Linked DNA regions of Mus musculus: region 2 is linked to region 1. Evidence: chromatin contacts called from public HiChIP or PLAC-seq data. All regions are on one chromosome and are shown on one strand. The core of a region is the stretch at or near the end of the contact, and the rest is flanking DNA. Distances in the headings are between cores, read along the strand shown.

What was found. HiChIP or PLAC-seq counts read pairs in DNA pulled down with a chosen protein or histone mark.
Region 2: a contact with region 1 is called in a CTCF HiChIP or PLAC-seq map of the NIH/3T3 cell line, with 16 read pairs. The contact joins two enhancer-like sites. A contact is called at or near these places in 1 of 15 datasets of contacts at CTCF or cohesin (the NIH/3T3 cell line), 14 of 484 Hi-C or Micro-C datasets (the AML12 cell line, the N1E-115 cell line, bone marrow-derived macrophages and 10 more) and 15 of 115 datasets of contacts at active chromatin or transcription factors (the HPC-7 cell line, Th17 cells, embryonic basal ganglia and 10 more).

The regions. Positions count from the first base shown.
Region 1 is chr8:126,917,998-126,920,841 of GRCm38.p6, forward strand. No RefSeq gene overlaps it. Among named protein-coding and RNA genes, the nearest start is that of Gm31718, 11 kb to the left of the region's middle. Within about 2 kb of position 1,459, at least 161 of the 459 cell types and tissues checked have an H3K27ac peak or open chromatin away from gene starts, as enhancers often do. A contact at or near this core is called in the N1E-115 cell line, the NIH/3T3 cell line, Th17 cells and 7 more, where this site is marked.
Region 2 is chr8:126,613,026-126,615,869 of GRCm38.p6, forward strand. No RefSeq gene overlaps it. Among named protein-coding and RNA genes, the nearest start is that of Gm31546, 18 kb to the left of the region's middle. Within about 2 kb of position 1,341, at least 216 of the 459 cell types and tissues checked have an H3K27ac peak or open chromatin away from gene starts, as enhancers often do. A contact at or near this core is called in the N1E-115 cell line, the NIH/3T3 cell line, Th17 cells and 7 more, where this site is marked.

The sequences.
Region 1 (2,844 bases), core at 209-2,708:
TATGATCCCTCAGTCCCCAAATCCTCACACTCAACTGAATGTGATGGCACACGCCTGTAATCCCAGCACTCAGGAGGTGAAGGCAGAAGGATCAAGAATTCAAGACTATGGCCATCTACAGACAGAGCAAGTTCAAAGTCAGCCTAGGATATGTGAAATACTCTCTCAAAGGTTCAAAAGTTTCTCCCTGCACCAAAAGAATCTCTCTCTCTCCCTCTCTCCCCCTCCCCTCCCCCCCCCTCTCAGACACACACACACACACACACACACACACACACACACACACACACCAAAAACTGTTCCAAGATTCCTGCTACAGTTGCCAGGAAGGCTCAGAAGGGCAGGATAAGTTTGGGCTGCAATGGTGAGAACACATGGTGGCCCTCATGGGCCAGTTCCCCTACCAACACCCCCTCTTCCTCCCTCCTCTGCATGTGAGTGTGTGTGGAAGTGAGTTCATCTGTGTGTGCACATGTGTGTGCATGCATGCATGTGTGTCCGGGCATGCATGTCTGTGTGCATGTGTGTGTGTGTGCATGTGTGAGTACCTGTGTGTGTATGCTTGTATGTGTGTGTGTGCATGTGTGTAGGTGTGTATATGTGTAAGTTCATCTGTGTGTATGTGTGTGTGAGAGTGCATGCATGTGTGTGTGAGTTCATCTGTGTCAGTGTATGCTTATGGGTATAACTTAACTGTGCATGTGTAAGTGTGTTCATCTGTGTATGTGTGTGTGTGTGAGTTAGTTCATCTGTGTGTGAGAGTGTGTGAGCTCATCTGTGTGTGAGTTCATCTGTATGAGTGTGTGTATGTGTGTGTACAAATGAGTTCATCTGTGCATGTGTGTGTGTTTAAGTGTGTTCATCTGTGTGCGTGTGTGGATGGAAGCCAGACACTGACTTTAGAGCCTTTCTCTACTGTGCAACACTTTCTCACTGAACCTAGACATCACTGCTTTGGCTAAACTAGCTGGGCAGAGAGCTCTAAAGCTCTTCTTGTCTTCCATGTCTCAGCCCCAGCTCTGGGGTCACAGGCATGTGACCCAACAAGCCCAGCTTTTTATATGGGTGTGGAAGATCTGTAATCTGTGGAAGATCTGAACTCAGGTCCTTAAGCTAACATAGCAAACACTTTACCTGCTGAGCCATCTCCCCAGTCCCAAGAAGGATGTTCCTTGCATGGAACCATGACTCTCCAGAACCCCCACTCCCCGACCCGGAGACTTCCCCCAGGTCTCTCACTCTCATTCAGTGATCAGCTCCAACTCCATCTTGCCTCATCCTGTCCCTCCCACGCTGTGGGACACCCTACACCTCATTGCTGCTGCTGCTCTGCAGTGAGATCCTACTCCCTCCCTCCCTCAGTTCCAGCCTAGTGAAGACAACAGTAACCCGCACTGTGGCTCTCCTGGGTGACTAATTGGTTAATCCTGGGAAGGCCTTTGAAGCTGAAACACCAGTGTGTTACTCACAGGCTGGAGGCATGAACTTGCCCTAGGCCAGGTCTGAGTCAGCAGAGAGTGGCCTCCCACCTCCATACAGGCTGAGCCAGCCAGCCTAGGTCCTGCTCAAGGTCAAGGCTGTCCTACAGGAGAGCATGGCAATGTAAACCAAGGGAGATAGTGAGGTCTTAGTGGCCTGTGTGGGGTGGCTGTTCTGAGCCTGAGAACTGGGCCCTGTTGAAGATCACATAGCACTCAGTCCTCAGCTCATGCTTCCAAGATAGCACATGCAGCAACCTTGGTCAGGACAATATTTCCTGGTCATCGTTTGGAGAAATATTTTTTCCCACAGCAAATTCCTTAGGAGCCACAGCCTATCTCCTTGCGATCTCCTTAGGTGGGAGGGCAGTGCTGTCAGCCTAAGTCTTGGGAGAAAGATGTGGGCAACTTGTGGATTCCCTCGGCCTTCTCACACGCATCTCTCTTGTGAGGGTGGAGGTGATGGCTGAGACCGGGCCTCACTCTTAAAACCAGGCTGGCCCTTGAACTCACTGTGTAGCCTAAGCTAACCCTTTACAATTCATTTGCCTCAGCCTCCTAGCATGCCTGGCCATCCCATCTGCCTATGGGAGGAAGAAACTAGTCAAGTGTGATGGTAGGTACCTATCATCCCTGCATTCAGAAGGTGGAAGAAGAGAGATCAGGAGTTTAGTGATAGCCTGGGCTACATGAAACCAACCCTGTCTCAGAAAAGAAACAAAAGGCAGGCAAGCAGGCAGGTAGGAAGGGAAGGAGGGAAGGAGGGAGGGAGGGAGGGAGGGAGGGAGGGAGGGAGGGAGGGAGGGAGGGAGGGAGGGAGGGAGGGAGGGAGGGAGGGAGGGAGGCTGGTAGGCCAGTTTACAAACCAGAGGCCAGCCCTTGTGCTGATGCCCTTAACCCTTCCAGCAGGGTTTTGTCACCAGAGCTGGGAGGCAAGAACTGACAGCCTTTAAGATGCAACCCAGTGTCAGATTCCCCAACAATGGAGCAGCAGGTCCCCACACCCTGCCCCCCCACCCTCCTGTAGTGACCCCCATATGATCTGGCCCCCCAACCTCTGCCTTTCCTCTGCCCTCTCTGCCATTTCCTTCTTCCAGAAAACAACCTCCCTGGCCAGAAGGATTTCAGGCACTTCTGCTTTTGTTCTAAAGCCACCAGCTCTTATAATATTTTCTGCTCCTCTTCCCAGGGACTCTGAAACACACAGATGACAACACTTTAAAAACAAAGAGCCGAAGGCGGTGGCACATGTGTATCGCCCCAGCACTTGGGCGGCAGAGACAGGCGGATCTCTGCGAGTTCAAAGTCAGCCTGGTCTACAGAGTTAGATCGGGTCTCAAAAAAAAAAAAAAATTACATTAAAATT
Region 2 (2,844 bases), core at 91-2,590, 310 kb before region 1:
CGCATTCACTTGCTTTCTACTTAACCCTAAACCTCATGCCAGGATCTCAGAGATGGACTTGAGGGTTGCTAGACCCCTTTGTTCTTCCCACTGTGGCCACAAAAAATAAATCTCTTTTCTCTGCTTTTATTGCTACTTCTTTAACTGGGGAGGGGTAGCCCTGGCTAACTTTTTTTTATAGCTACCAGGACTCAGGCTTTGACCCCAGCAACCCCATAACATTCTCCCTGACGTTTGTCTCACACAGCCACCCACCTGCTGTTTGCTAACCATCCTTTCTTTCTTCAGCTGGGAGGAGTCAGGAGCAAGCAGCCTGTGAGTCACGTTCCCTTAAGGGTTCCCACTGATATGCTGTGATCATGGACAGGTCCCCTGACAACCAGAACTTCTGCCACAGCGGCTCTCGGTACCCCACAGGTGAAGTCCTAGGTATTTACTGACTACATTTCACTCTCAAGAGGGACAGGGGCATTTCCACAATTCCCCTGTGGGTGGGGGTAGGGACTTAGATAGGCCGAGTCCCCAGCAAGCCCAGAATGTGTGATTCTTGCCAGCATCTGAGACCCCAGACAGAGGTGAGAATAGGAGTGGGTAGCCCCCAGCTTCCTAGCTCACAAAGCACAAATCATCACTAGATACAGGCTCCGTGAGGAGTAAGAAATCGGTACCATCGTGCAGCTGTAACCTGCATGCTGAAAGAGTCGGACATGACTGTCAGCAACATGACAGCCTGGGAAATGGGTACAAGGTGGGGCAAAGCCTTCCCGGTGGTTAACAAGGTTCTCCTGTTATCCCAAGCCCTGATCTCAAGCATCCTGCCATGTCCTGCCTTCAAAGGTGAAGGTGAACCTGAGTCTCAAGAACATGCCTGTTTCTACTACCTAAAGAAACATCCGGCCAGCTTATTAAAATTAGGCTAGAGGAAAGCCCAGCAAGGCCCCAGTCCGACTCCAAGAAAGCCGAGTGTCTTCTGAAAATAGGGTTGGGGTGACTGCAAGTAAGACCTTTCTCTGGGAGGACTAGCCAGCCACACTTAGATAACAGAGTACAAAGTACAACTAGGATCAAGGATGAGTCCCAAGCAAGCATAGAAAACCAGTGTATACTGTGCAACCAGGATCAGGGATCAGTATCCAGGCAAACAGCCAGCCAGTGTGCAGTGTGCATGCAGAATCAGCCAAGGTAGGTGACTAATGTTTAGAGTGTGACCAGGATTGAGGATCAATATCCGGACAAACCTAGAGGCCCATGTGCAGCGTGCAACCAGGACCAAGGGTCAGTGTCCAGGCAAACAGACAAGCTATGTCCAATGTGTAATCCAAACTGTGAGTCAGCGGAATCAGAGACAGAGCCAGAGCCACCCATGCTTGGCTGAGAAACCAGATACCAGCTCTGGGCAGGAACTCACCCTGGGGAAGCTGTTGCCTCATTCTCTAGGCCCTTACCTCTTGCCTTCCTACAAAAACCAGGCCAAACAGGATTTGGGGTGTGGCCAGGCTGATCAGCCTACGTCACCATCCCGGTCACAGTCTGTCTGGGCAGAACCCAAGGGGTCTGTGGGTTCTCGCAGCCTTCTGCATCCTACTGTAATATGGGTAGATTTCCTGGAGGCCACCGAGCATACTCCTTCAGTAGAGGCTTTACCTCAGACCAGCAGGTGTTCAAGAGGAAGTGGGGGCGGTTCCATGTCTCTCTGGGACTTGCACCCCAGTTGACAGGGTCACAGGGACAATCTGAGGCATACCCCTGGGATCTGTGGCCTTTGGCCCCCAGGCAGCCCACCCATAGCTCAGAAGGTATGAAGTGGGAGGTGAAGGAGAAGCACCGGAAACCTGGTGGGAAACAGACATGGGAACACGTGAGCACTTGTCCATCTCACTGGCTGGGTTCCATGTGTCACCTCTGACTGCCCTGCTCTGTGCGTTGTCAGCATTGAACACTTGATGTGACCACACCCCCTGGTCTCCAGGCTGCAGCCCTTTGGAAGGATGTGCCTGTGTTGGCTACATTTCTTCTTGCCTTGACAAAATCTTGGACAAAAGCAATTTGGAGCGAGAGAACGTCCATCCTTCACAGTGGGGACTGTACAGGAGAGTTCAGGGTGGCTGGAGGCTGTGCTAGAGCTCCTGACCTGACCATCAGACTAGGAAGTGGAAAGGACACCATAGCTCCTCATGGAAGCAGAAACTGGTTAAGACCCTGTTCTCCAGTGACTTACTTTCTCTAGCTAAGCCCCGGCTCTTAAAGGGTCCATGTTTCCCCCAAGCATCATTCCTACTGCATAAACCTGAGAGGGACATTTTGCATTTAAAGTCACAGTCAAGTAGATCAACCTTGGCCAGAAACAATTTCTCTTTCCCCAGCAACTAAATACAGTACTGCAGATCTTGGGGAACCTGGAGAGGAGGGTGACAAGAGTCAGGGGTGAGGAGAGACAAGAGCTGGCCTGTCATCCCTATATGAGGGGTGTCCCTGGTGGCTGGAGATCCTGGAGTGCCTTTGTTTTCCTAGGGACAGCAACTGCCTCAACCCGTGGTGTGAATGCAACAGTTGGCCCATTTATCACTTTGATTTTTAACTCCCACCTTCTCAGTCCCATCCCCCACCCTGTCCCATATCAGCAGTTCAGTGGATGCTCTGCTCCCAGGGGTGTGACTTTTTAAAAAGGTAAAAACTGTTGGCTGGTGGATGAGGGGGAGCCAGCCTGGAGGAGCCAGCATCTGGTTTTACAAGTCTGGGATCTCCTTTCAACCCTCTCAGTTCGCTGCTCTCCAGATGGACAGGGAGGCTCGGAATGCATGTGGGAGACCGGAGGTTGGGGCTGGCGGTGAGGCATTGCAGAAC